2 separate regions of the Mus musculus genome follow, and region 2 is linked to region 1. A link is a contact called in public capture Hi-C data. All regions are on one chromosome and are shown on one strand. The core of a region is the stretch at or near the end of the contact, and the rest is flanking DNA. Distances in the headings are between cores, read along the strand shown.

Evidence for each region. Capture Hi-C pulls out chosen DNA fragments and counts their contacts.
Region 2: a contact with region 1 is called in a capture Hi-C map of embryonic stem cells, with 3 times the contacts expected there. The contact joins two enhancer-like sites. A contact is called at or near these places in 2 of 115 datasets of contacts at active chromatin or transcription factors (astrocytes and embryonic stem cells) and 1 of 9 other capture datasets (embryonic stem cells).

The regions. Positions count from the first base shown.
Region 1 is chr19:42,902,633-42,908,389 of GRCm38.p6, reverse strand. The region is part of intron 9 of Hpse2 (heparanase 2); the gene reads left to right. Among named protein-coding and RNA genes, the nearest start is that of Hps1, 130 kb to the right of the region's middle. Within about 2 kb of position 1,894, at least 4 of the 459 cell types and tissues checked have an H3K27ac peak or open chromatin away from gene starts, as enhancers often do. A contact at or near this core is called in embryonic stem cells, where this site is marked.
Region 2 is chr19:43,509,286-43,515,053 of GRCm38.p6, reverse strand. The region is part of intron 2 of Got1 (glutamic-oxaloacetic transaminase 1, soluble); the gene reads left to right. Among named protein-coding and RNA genes, the nearest start is that of Got1, 12 kb to the left of the region's middle. Within about 2 kb of position 3,998, at least 101 of the 459 cell types and tissues checked have an H3K27ac peak or open chromatin away from gene starts, as enhancers often do. A contact at or near this core is called in embryonic stem cells, where this site is marked.

The DNA of each region.
Region 1 (5,757 bases), core at 645-3,144:
ATACATTTATATGTGTATAATGTATAAATTTATTACTATTACTTTAGCAAACTTTGTACAATTAAGATTCCACATCTACTTGTGGCCTGTTTGAACTCTGCTTGAGAGTGAATTTTTCCAGATTGTTTTCTTTTAATGCTAATAAGAGGCATTAGCTAACGTCAGATGCAGCATGTTGAAAGCAGATGGGGTGTTCACCAAGATCAGATTCAACAGGCGCCCATCCATCTCTTAGGGAAGGGATGAAGTTAGATGTTGACCCCTATGTGACAATGAAGATTTGCCCCAAGGCATAGTTCTGAGTGACCTGCTACATCATCAGGGAAATCTCAGCTCAGAAAAGCTGGTGTTTGCTTTTTTCCTTAGAAATATCATACAGATGGTTCCTTACACAGGTATCACATCGTGGTCCTGGTGGAAGGCCAGACTCTTTTCCCATGCCTGTGGCTGCCCTTTGAGATAATGTATCTGCTTTATTGGACAAGGACACTGAGGGTGAGACGGAATGGGGTATAACACCAGCCCTGGACCAGAGCCTGGGCCTTGAGTTAAGGCTGCCTTGAGGGCCCTGGGAGTAAACCGGAATAGGGCATGAGCTCCTGTTCCTGTCATTTGCTTCAGTTACCTATTTCCACCCAACTTTTTCTTTGCCAACCCCCAAGTCAAGAGGCATAGAACAGGAATAGTGTGGCCCACAAAAATATCATTTTCAAGTCTCAAAATTGAAACCAATTGGCACATTGTTTTTATTCACAGAGCGAGAGTAAGTCTTGAAGTCTGTACGCGAGGCTGAGGTAGAAAGGAGGGGTGAGAGTTTTCTGCTTAGAACTATAGAGATTTAATTTGTGTAAATAAGCCAAAATAATTAGAAAATTATCTCCAAGGTATAAGTATCAAACAAATATAGATCATGTTTTCTATTTGGAATAAATGAAAGGGTTTTTTTGGTTAGTTGGTTGGTTGGTTGGTTTTTGTTTTGTTTTGTTTTTTGTTTTGTTTTGTTTTTGAGAAGCAGGAGTCAGGGAAGAAACAACAATGAATAAATAAATAGTAGAATGTTATTATTCTATTATACATCTAGACTCCTAGATGTGGATACAGGAAGGGCTTTTATTACCATGTGACAGGTAAGGAAAGAGACAACTGATGGTAAGAAGCTAGGTAAGCAGGCGTCACACAGCTTTTTAAGCAAGGCAGAGACTAACAGAAACATTTCATGGCAGGAACTAACTCAGCACGTCCAGAGACGCAGGGTCACATGTGCCAGAGGCTGGAAGGAAGGAGGAGACTGCATAGATGTGAAGTAGGCGGGAGTCAGATGTACTAGAAGTAGTGAGAAAAAATCCCTGGGGAGCTTTGATCATGGAAGTCCTCACGCTTCCTCAATGCACAGCACCGCTTTTATCAGTGAAGGTCACACTTAACAGGTCAAGATTGTTTTCTATGTTTATTTAATTTTATTTGGTGTATCAGCAAAACTCCAGTCCTTCCTTTTTTCTTCTTCCCTTCCTTCATTCAAACCTCATTCACTCATCTTCTTTGCATCCCATTTGCTTACTATAATTCCTGGCCAGATCTCTGCATTGAGCCAGAAGGACAGAGATCCTGTGTATTGTGGCGAGAAATGGAAAATGAGTATGAGATCATTGTAGTTTATCATAACTGCTCTAAATAAAGCCTACCGAGGTAAATATGACTTTATTAACTTTCCTGAAAAAATAGAGAGCTAAAGGAGTGTGGACAATAGCTGTGATGTCAGCTCAGGTTCCTGAGGTCAGAGAAGTCACAGTAGCCAGGACCCCCGGGGTTTTCTAGCTCTGAATCCTACTTTCTCTCTGCTGTGCAGCGCTATTTCCCTAAGTGCTCATGTAGGTGTCTTTGTTATGCCTGAGGCAAATTCTGCCCTTGACTTGGGTCTGGCGATAAACAGGAGCAAAGGAGACAAGCTGGTGCAAGATGGGTGTTGGAAGACTAAACAGGCCTCCTTTCCAGGATAGGACCACCTGGGTATCTTACCACGCATCTGTGTGACTGCCCAGGACCATGGCTTTGGACACTTAAGACACAAACTTTCATGGCTTTATTCTCCCCAAATAGGAGTAACTGCCCGTTACTTTCTTTAAAAGCAGAGCACAGAAATCCTCAGCTGACACCTGATGGCCCCAGAGCTCACATAAGCCTCTAAGATCCCTTAACTGTGTCCAGGGATGCAGCACAAAGGCCCAAGTGAGCGGGGCAGCTGCAGGTCCAGAGACATGAGGCTGTGATAAGGAAAGCATATGTAAAAGCGCTCACAAGGTAGCAAGCTCCTTCTTTATCTCGCCTCATAGCAAATGCTGTACCTTATAAGTAGAAAACTCCACAGCTGCGAGAGTGTCCTAGTGTCCCCTGGAAAGAATTTACAAGACAGGCCAGAATTGCTGACTGGGCCCAAAGATGGGGAATGGAGCTGGACTTGAGGATCATATTGGTCACCATGTCAGACAGCTGTGGAACTGATAGCTAAACAATGCCAGTAACAACCTGTGGGCTTTGTACCATGCTGCTTCTTCAGGAGAGTTTAAGAGATTAGAGCTCTACTTAATTGTACTTGAGTTTCTCCCGGAAAAATATGGTTTTTGTACTCCCATTCATTCAAACCCAACTTAGTATATTTCAGGAAAGAATCTTATTAGCAAATTTTTTCTGCTTTGCTGGTGCTCTTGAGTAAATCCAGAGATGGCAAGCCTCTGGGCCTCAGGGCCCCTCAGGCCACGTCCCACACCACCCTTCCCCCTTGTCTTTAACTTTTCACCTTTCCACTGTCCCGCTCTGGCAGGCCTGTTCCAGTAGTACCTGTCAAAGGTAAGAGACAATAGCAGGATAGGACAGCACTGTGAACATGGTTTCTAGGAGTTAGGGTGAGGGAGAGAAACAGAAGATTTTAGGGCAGGGAAACTATTCTGAATGATACTAAACAGTGGGTTGCTTCTGTGCCAATCCCAAACCACAGAATGGGCACCACAGATAAACCCTACTGTGAAGTGTGGACTTTCCATGTCACTGATGGAAGGTCACCAAGTGTGAAGGCTCCACTCTGACACTGATGATGGTGAGAGCTGATGATAATGGAGGAGGACTTGAGGACAGCACCTAGGGGCATCTCTGTATCTGTGGGTCCGTTTCTGCTGGACCTGAAGTCTTCTCTTTTACAACAAAAGTTCAAAAAGGTGGGGTGAAGAAGGGAAAGGGGGAAGGCGAGGAGCAGAATGAGAATGGTTCTACTCTGCTGTTTTGCTCAGGAAATAACTTTTCAGCCACATCCCTTGTTCCTCTGTAGCTTTCTGCTAGCAAAGTGGCACCTCCTTCTGCCGTGAGCCTGTCTTCCTGAGGAAAAGAGCACATGTTAGTTACGCCATGCCCATGTGTTGTCACAGGCTCCGCCCTTTCCCCTGATGACCTGCCACTGGGAAAGAAGGGACAAGTGAGTCTCCACAGCTAAGCAATCGGTTGTGAGCTCCCTCGGGAGTAGCCGGTGTTTGTGTACATTCAGTGGACAGAGGCCAGACCCACCAGCCCGGGCACTTCTCCTCCAAGAGGGTTTTGGAATTCAGCTTGTTGCTTTTTTTAAGTGTGATTTACAGAGCTTTCAGGGAGAGGAATGGGGAATTACTAGTCAGCATCTTCCTAGCTCCCACGCTAGGACAGCAAAAGGAGTCTTCACACAGATATAATTCAATTTAGAAAAGTGAGCTCGGAGTTCTATCACCATTGTGTGGATATACATATAAATAAGACATGGTCTCCCATCTGCAGAGTTAGTAACCCACTGTGTGTTTGCGAGACTACAGCTCAGTCTTGCTTAGAGACCAGTGTAAAGAGCTCTATCAGGCGTGTAACATGTCCAACCTGGCCATAGTGGGGCAGCTGTGTGCTAGCAGCACTCATCTCTGCTTATTATCCTGATGAGTAACAGCAAATACTTGACAGCCCTGTGCACATCGGTAGAGCACTCTCTGTCTACATTGTTCTGGAGTATAATTGTCAGTCATGGGTTAGAGCACTGCTCAGAATCCTATAATGAAATTAAACCTATGGTTGCAGTCACCATAGCAACATATTCAGAGCCAAACGGTCACTGTTCAGATGTCATTTAGCTTTTGGAATGAAGCTCTGCCTTTTACTATTGCCAGTCTGGCATACTTGGCTAGCCTGTCATTTAATTCTAAGAACACGCTTTTTGTTAAGGAACCCATCTTTCTTTTTCCCCTTTTAAGATGCTGGAGATGGTTACCCCTAGGCACAGCATGGCTTAGATGCAAACACGGGATCCGCTCAGGGTAGCCTTTCTTCAGGAGAAAGACCTCATCACAAACCCACACCCCAGTGCCGCTGGATACACTGAGACTTGAACCACCCAGCCCGGGAGCAGCACAGCCTAGGCCTGAGACAAGATTGGTGGGTCCGAGCTCTACCATTAATGAAGTGTGTCTTTGGGTTCTGGCTTCCCTTTGATTGAGCTGAAGTGAGGATAAACTACCTCACCTGTGAACCTCCACAAGTCATTGTCAGTATACTTTAGAGAATCATTTAAAGCATACAATTTTGATTTTGCATTTACATGAAGTATGGAAAATTATTGGATGGGACTATATCTCAGAGCGAGACAATTGCCCGCACATTTTATTCCTTCTTTGTAGACCTCTTGTTGCTGTAATCAATAATACTGCTTTTTTTTTTAATCTGAAAAAGGAGTTCTTTATTTTTAACGATTGTGGCTGAATTAAAGTCTGCCTTTAAAATATCCAAGTTAATATCAATCCCCACCTCTGTATGTTCCATTTACTCCCGGGGACTTATCACACTCGTCATATCACATATCACATATCACACTCGTCATATTGCTGAACGCTGTGCTGGAGGCAGCACAGTCTGACTTTAAGAAGCTGGCACCACAGATACAAACAGATGTTAAATAGATTAAAAGGGACCATGGCAAAAGCCATTTTAAAGGATAGGAAAGAAAACAAAAGTCTGACTGATGGAGGCAGCAAGGATACCCAGGAAGGGTTTTGGGAGATCCTCAGCAAGTGGCCCGTTTGGGCTGGGGGAAGAGCATCCAAACACAAGCAGTAACATATACAGAAGCACTCGATTTCCAGTGAGTCATGGTAGATGGATTATGAATAATTATCACCAGCAAGTTTTTCCCATTGCTGTCCCATGGCCACACAGGGTGTGTGAAATTGAAGAACTCAAAAGCTAAGAACCTGGGGGTGGTGTGGCAGGGGAGGAGCAAACCCAGACACACTAGCCTATGACCTGTTTCTTAGTGTGACCTTTCTTCTCTCTCTTTTCTTTCCCGTGGGATCCATCAGGAACATGAAAGAATCCAAGTGTACCTGTTTAGGGATAGCTGTGATGTGAAATTCAATCCTGTCATTAGGGGCCCTAACAAAGACTTTTCCATGTGTAGCCTTCTTTGTGGGAGCCTACTGCTGCTGAGAGAAGGGCAGCCTTGGCTGTGGGATCAATCGCTGGAACCCAGGCTGCCTCCGTCCATGGCCAGAGCACTGGGCTGCATGCCCAGTGAACAGGACTCGCTTCTTTTCTCCTCTGTGTCTCTTAGCCCAGGCTTTGAGCTCAGAGCCTTGTCTGACCAGGCAGGCCGCACTTAGCCATTGATGCCTTTGCAAAAAGCTTCTCTGATTATTATTCTGCCTTCCCTCATCTTTTTTCTATTTATCGACTTGAGCAATATGCACAGTATGTCAACAA
Region 2 (5,768 bases), core at 2,749-5,248, 600 kb before region 1:
GAAAGGAAAGAAACTATAGCTCATAATCCCATCAGGGGTTCTTTCCTCTAAATGTATGACTTTCGTTCATTTCTGGGGAAAAATTTCTTTAATTTTACCCGGCTCCTCAGAAGGTTATCAGTGATCCCTCAACCTTCAAGAACCAGGATTCCCCGCTCTTTCTTGCCTGTGGTAATTCTCTCAGGTGCTCTCATTGAACTGCCCGTGTCATAAATTCAGATGTGTGCGAGAACTGAGTGTATGGTAGAAGCAGACACCGTGAGGTAGAGTGTATATGGTGGGAAGTGCTGAAAGAGAGATTCAGGGGACGGGGAGACCCTTGGGGCTGCAAATGTGTACCCAGCCGGTCCTGGAAGTTGTAAGCTGGACCCTGTGAACCCTTGCCGAGCCAATGTGATCAGAATCGTGAAGGGGCACTGCCCTCTTGTTCCCTACAACCCCGATGGGAGATTTTTCTTTTTTTCCTTTTTTAATCTTTTTTTTTTAAGAGAGGGTTTTTCTATGCAGCCCTGGCTGTTCTGGAACTCATTCTGTAGGCCAGGCTGGCCTCAAACGCAGTGATCAGAGATCCTCCTGCCTCTGCCTCCCAAGTGCTGGGATGAGGGTATGTGCACTACCGCCTACTTGGCTTGGGGGTATTTTTAAAAGGTGCCCCCACTGACTCCAAACTATATCTAGGTTTGAAAGACCACAAAGTAGAGATGATAAGGAAACATCGATCCTGTTCTTGGGACAGGGGTGTGTGGGATGGCCCAGGGCCAGCGGTGGGCAGAAGCAAGTCTTGGTTGTGTAGAGACTCGCCTGAAGACTACAGTATGTGCAGGGGTTACCTAAGGAAAGTGTTGTTTGAGCAAGGTAAACCTGGCTCACTGGGGCTGGGTGGGAGGGGAGAGCAAGAGTCCGGTTAGGTGTTGTGAAATTGAAATCAGCTGCACTCCTCAGCCCGCTGGGCCATGTGGTAACGCAGGTCACAGTTCATCCATGGAGAGGGCCACTGGGTGGAGTCATTTGAGGCGTTCCTCACCTGTTTGTGTACAGCAGGGTTTTCTTCTCCAGATGCCCTGATAAGCGAATGGCAAGGTGAAGTAAAGGACGAAGGGAGTCTCTGCTGAAGGTCTGGGAACCCAGGTCACTGATTAAACAAGTGATTAATCAGAGTTCGCACTAGATTTCTGTGTAAGGCAAGCCTTGGGGGAACGGAAGGTGTGGGATGTGTGTGCCGGGGTGGGGGGGTGGGGCTGGGGGTGTTAGAGCGTGGTATGGAAGAGTTGCCCTGAAAATCCTGTGTTTGCCCAGACAGAAGGTGGGCAGTCTGTTTTAAAATCTATATGTTCTATCGCTCCTCAGAGTTTCGGGCAGTGTGTTTTGGTCATACCCATTTCCATTTCTCTTTCCCCCTCCCTGCTGGAATGATGACGTGCTCGGTTTTATGCAGGAGAGTGCAGCCGATGTGTGTCCGTGTGAGCCAGCAGCCTGTCATGTCAGGAGCACACAGTTGTGTTCCAGCCCTTCCCAACCTCTGGCTCTTAAAAACCTTCCACTCCCTCCTCAGTGGTCCCTGATCTGTGTGTGTGTGTGTGTGTGTGTGTGTGTGTGTGTGTGTGTGTGTGTGTATGTGTCTGTCTGTCAGTCTGTGTGTGTTAGTGTGTTATAGATGTCCCATTTGTGGCCCAACACTCCACTGACATATGGTACCTCTCTGTATATGCTATAGATTAGGTTGGGCTGTTGTTGGCAAATCAGAGTCCATATTGAGGGAGCAGCTTCTCTAAGAGAACTGTATTCTCAACATGGCTACTTTGTTGACAGTATTCCTCTGTCCATGGATCTAGGTTTTGACCTCTTAAGACTATAAGAATCTCCCAGCACTTGGGAGGCAGAAGCAGGCGGATTTCTGAGTTCGAGGCCAGCCTGGTCTACAGAGTGAGTTCCAGGACAGCCAGGGCTATACAGAGAAACCCTGTCTTGAAAAACTGGAAAAAAAAAAAAAGACTGTAAGAATCTGGCCTGGGGCTCATGGCCTTGACCTGGTAACTTACTCTTCCTTCTTGGTCTAGTTCGTCTTCACCGTGTTTTGATTACAGAACGGACTTAAAGGACGGTTTTTATGGCATCAGTTATGTAAAGTTCCTGTTTTGGGATACTTCCCAGCATCTGAATTACTCTGGGTACCAGCTGCTCCTGAGCTCTGAGCCTTTCTTTCTTTCTTTTTTTTTCCTGGAAGTTCTCTGCATCCCTGGGCCACTATCTTCATCCACAAGGCCACCAGCTCATGTAGATTCTTGTAGTAGCCTCATTGGCCTTCCAGCCTCTACTCTCCTTGTCATTTCAGAACATTTCCCACACTACAGGAAGGGAGATACTCCTTATAAAGAGGGCTAACGGTGCTGCCTGCTCCCTTCCTCCACAGGGTGCACCTTCGTTGCTGTCTACAGAGTGTGGTCCAGTCTGTGAGCTTGCCATCCCTCTCCCTGTTATCCCTTCGGGATCCTGCCAGTCCAAGAGTGGAGAGTGTTGCTGTTTCGCAGACCCACAGGCCTATCAGAACTCAGAACCCAGGCCTGGCTTTTCCCTCTGTGTAGAATGCCCGTCCTTGCTTCACCAACTCTCTAGTCCAGACCTCTGAGACCTTCAGGACCCGACCAAGGGTCACTTCTGTGCTGAATCGTTCACTTTCTCAGGCGTGGCTGGTTACTTATGTTCTCTGAGTTATGACGTGGCTGTTTGAAGTCTGGGAATAACAGAACTCACTGTGGCTTTACTCTAGCGCCTAAATGAAAAAATATTGTTCCTCCACTTTATATGTGAGAGTATTTTGCTTGCGTGTATACATGCGTCACGCGCATGCCTGGTGCCCGTGGAGGTCAGGAGAATGTCTCAGATCCTCTGGAACTGGAGATTCAGATGACCGTGAGTCACCATGTGGATGCAGGGAACTGAAACCAGAAAGTGTTCCTAACTGCTGAGCCACGTCTCCAGCGTGCTAGGATGTCTGATTTTATAAGGCTTTTTTCCTCTCACAGTTTGTGACCCTGGCTAGGGATCATCTCACAATTTGTGACCCTGGCTAGGGATCATCTCACAATTTGTGACCCTGGCTAGGGATCATCTCACAATTTCTGATCCTGGCTAGGGATCCTGGCTTTTTGTTTAGTACACGTTCCAACAGTTAGCTCACAGAACTTCCAAGGGTCTCAGATGTTTGAGTTAGTCACTTGTCAGAAGAGCCAGGCACGTTGCTAGATGCTAGGACCCAAACATACATGTGACCACAGAGACAGGTCCTCCTTCCGTTTACTGTGTTAAACTTGTCAAATGCTGTAGAAAGAGAGGGGGCGGAGGCATGTTAGCCGTGGGGAAGGGAGGGAGGCTGGCTTCAGTTTTAACTGGAGTGGCCAGACTAGGAGAAGGGATAGTAGAGACAAGACGTGAAGAATGAACAAGGTTAACGGTAATGTCAGCTTCCTTACACAGCCTTCCTCTTGAAATTTACCATTACCACCTGCTTTGAAGGAGCTCAATTCTGGGACCCTGGCTGCTGCTGCTTTTCTGTTCTCAGACTTTTGGATTCAGACAGAATCTCACAGTAGAGCAGTGTTTTAGGCTCTGCTGTTCCTGAGCCTCAGCCGGCATGGCAGGTAGCCAGCCCCAGAAGACCCGACGTGATGCCTTTCCTTGTAGTGAGATCTCAGTCTCTACTTTGGCCCTCGCCTCAAGGAGTCCGGGGATCTTGCCCTGCCTCCGGTCTTTTCCACACTAGATTCTTTCTTCAGCCAGTTGGGCAGGAGCTTGTGTGGTGGTGTGTATCAGATACGGTAAGAGTTGCTATGGAACCCAGGTGACGTGTGACCCTGGCCTCAAACAGCTTCTTGTGGGCTCTGCTCCCGTCACAATGAAATAACACGACCAATTATGATATCTGACATGTTTCTAAAGTCAACAGTTATATGTCAACACGAAAAGGAGATGCAGAGACTGTCTGGTCCAGTTTTAACTGGTTGACTCTTTGTTCTGGATACCTGTTTAGTGATTTGGGTCCAGTGGTTGAGTCCGTGAATTGTCTGAACTTATCTCGTTAAATATTGATTTTTCCTTTTTTACAAAACACAGGACTTTCTTGGCCAAAAAAGTTTCTACAATGACCAGTTGCTACTTTATTTATTCACAAAAAGCAGTTTCTGTCAATTGTTGATATTTAGAGTACCATGTGTCACAGAAGCCATCCAGTGTTTAATTTTTAGGGCACGGTGGTTTGAGGATTCAGTCTTTCACGTGTCATATGTTATGAGTGCTCAGGTAGCTGATGTTAATGGAGTGAATTTATAATTTTTCGTTCCCAGGATCGTTTGCAGTCCTGGGTACCCTGTGTATCTGTGCTGACACCATGTGCTTCTGGAACAGGAGGGAGGGCGGGGCTAACCTCAGGACCTCTACTCCCTGGAGGGCGGGGCTAACCTCAGGACCGCTACTCCCTGAACGATTTTTCCTTTGCTGTCTTTTAGCATGAGTGTTAGCTTAGAGTTTTAGAACAACTTAGGGCAGCTTTTCTCCTCTAAAAAGAAATTTTCTTCTTTTAACCTCTTTATTATTTCAAATGCTATAATGCCTACATCCATGCCCACATCACATTACTTCAAGGTCATCTGTATTTGTGAATCTTGTGTAAGATCGAACCATACTGCCAGAGCAAATGCACGATAGCCGAATGTGTTTCTTCAATCATGAGATTTTACAAATAACACAGGAACGAAGCTCTTTGTGTGTCTTTAGGATCATCACGTAGGGCTGGAGAGACAGCCTATGGTTAAGAGTACTCACTGCTCTATCTGACGGACGGGGTTTGGATCCTATAGCATTCACTCTGGGCAGCTTCCACAAGCCTGTAACGCCAGCTCCACGTGTTTCAAAACCTGTTTCTGGCCTCTGTTGGAATACACAACACATACACACAACACATACACACACACACAAACACACATACAAACACATACACACAAACAAACACCTCCCCCACCCCCACACCTTAAAGAAAACCAATTTAGGCGCACGCCTTTAATCCCAGCACTTGGGAGGCAGAGGCAAGCCGATTTCTGAGTTCAAGGACAGTCTGTTCTACAAAGTGATTTCCAGGACAGCCACATCTATACAGAGAAACCCTGTCTCGAAAAACCAAAGTCTTTCTACTGTGACTATTCCTGAGTCTTTCATGAAGTTGTCACTGCTAGGAGACTGCTGTGCGTCCCTTGGCATTAAGTACTCTTTAGTACCATGATAAAACACCAGAACCAAAAGCATCCTTTGGAGGAAAGGATTTATTTTGGCCGATGGTTTCTGAGGGTTCGGGTCCTTAATGAAACGGAGGTGTGGTAGGCAGGTGAGAGTTACATCTTCAGGCGTGTGCAGGAAGCAGAGGGTGAACAGGAAGTGGAGTGAAGCATAAACCCTCAAAGCCCTTCCCCAGCGAGTTGCTCTTCCACGGAATTGTACCTGCTAAAGGTTACATACCACCACCACCCCAGCACCATCTACTGGGATCACGTGTTCAGATACCTCAGCCTGTGGTCGGCAATTTTCCATTGAAATCACACTCCTCTTCTTATGTTGTTTGTTTTGCTCTGAGACAGAGTTTCTCTGTGTAGCCCTGGCTGTTCTAGAACTCATTCTGTAGACCAGGCTGGCCTCAGACTCACAGTTATCCACCTGCCCTGGCCTCCTGAGTTTTGGGATTAAAGCTGTGTGCCTCTACTGCCTGGCACTTGCACTCTCTG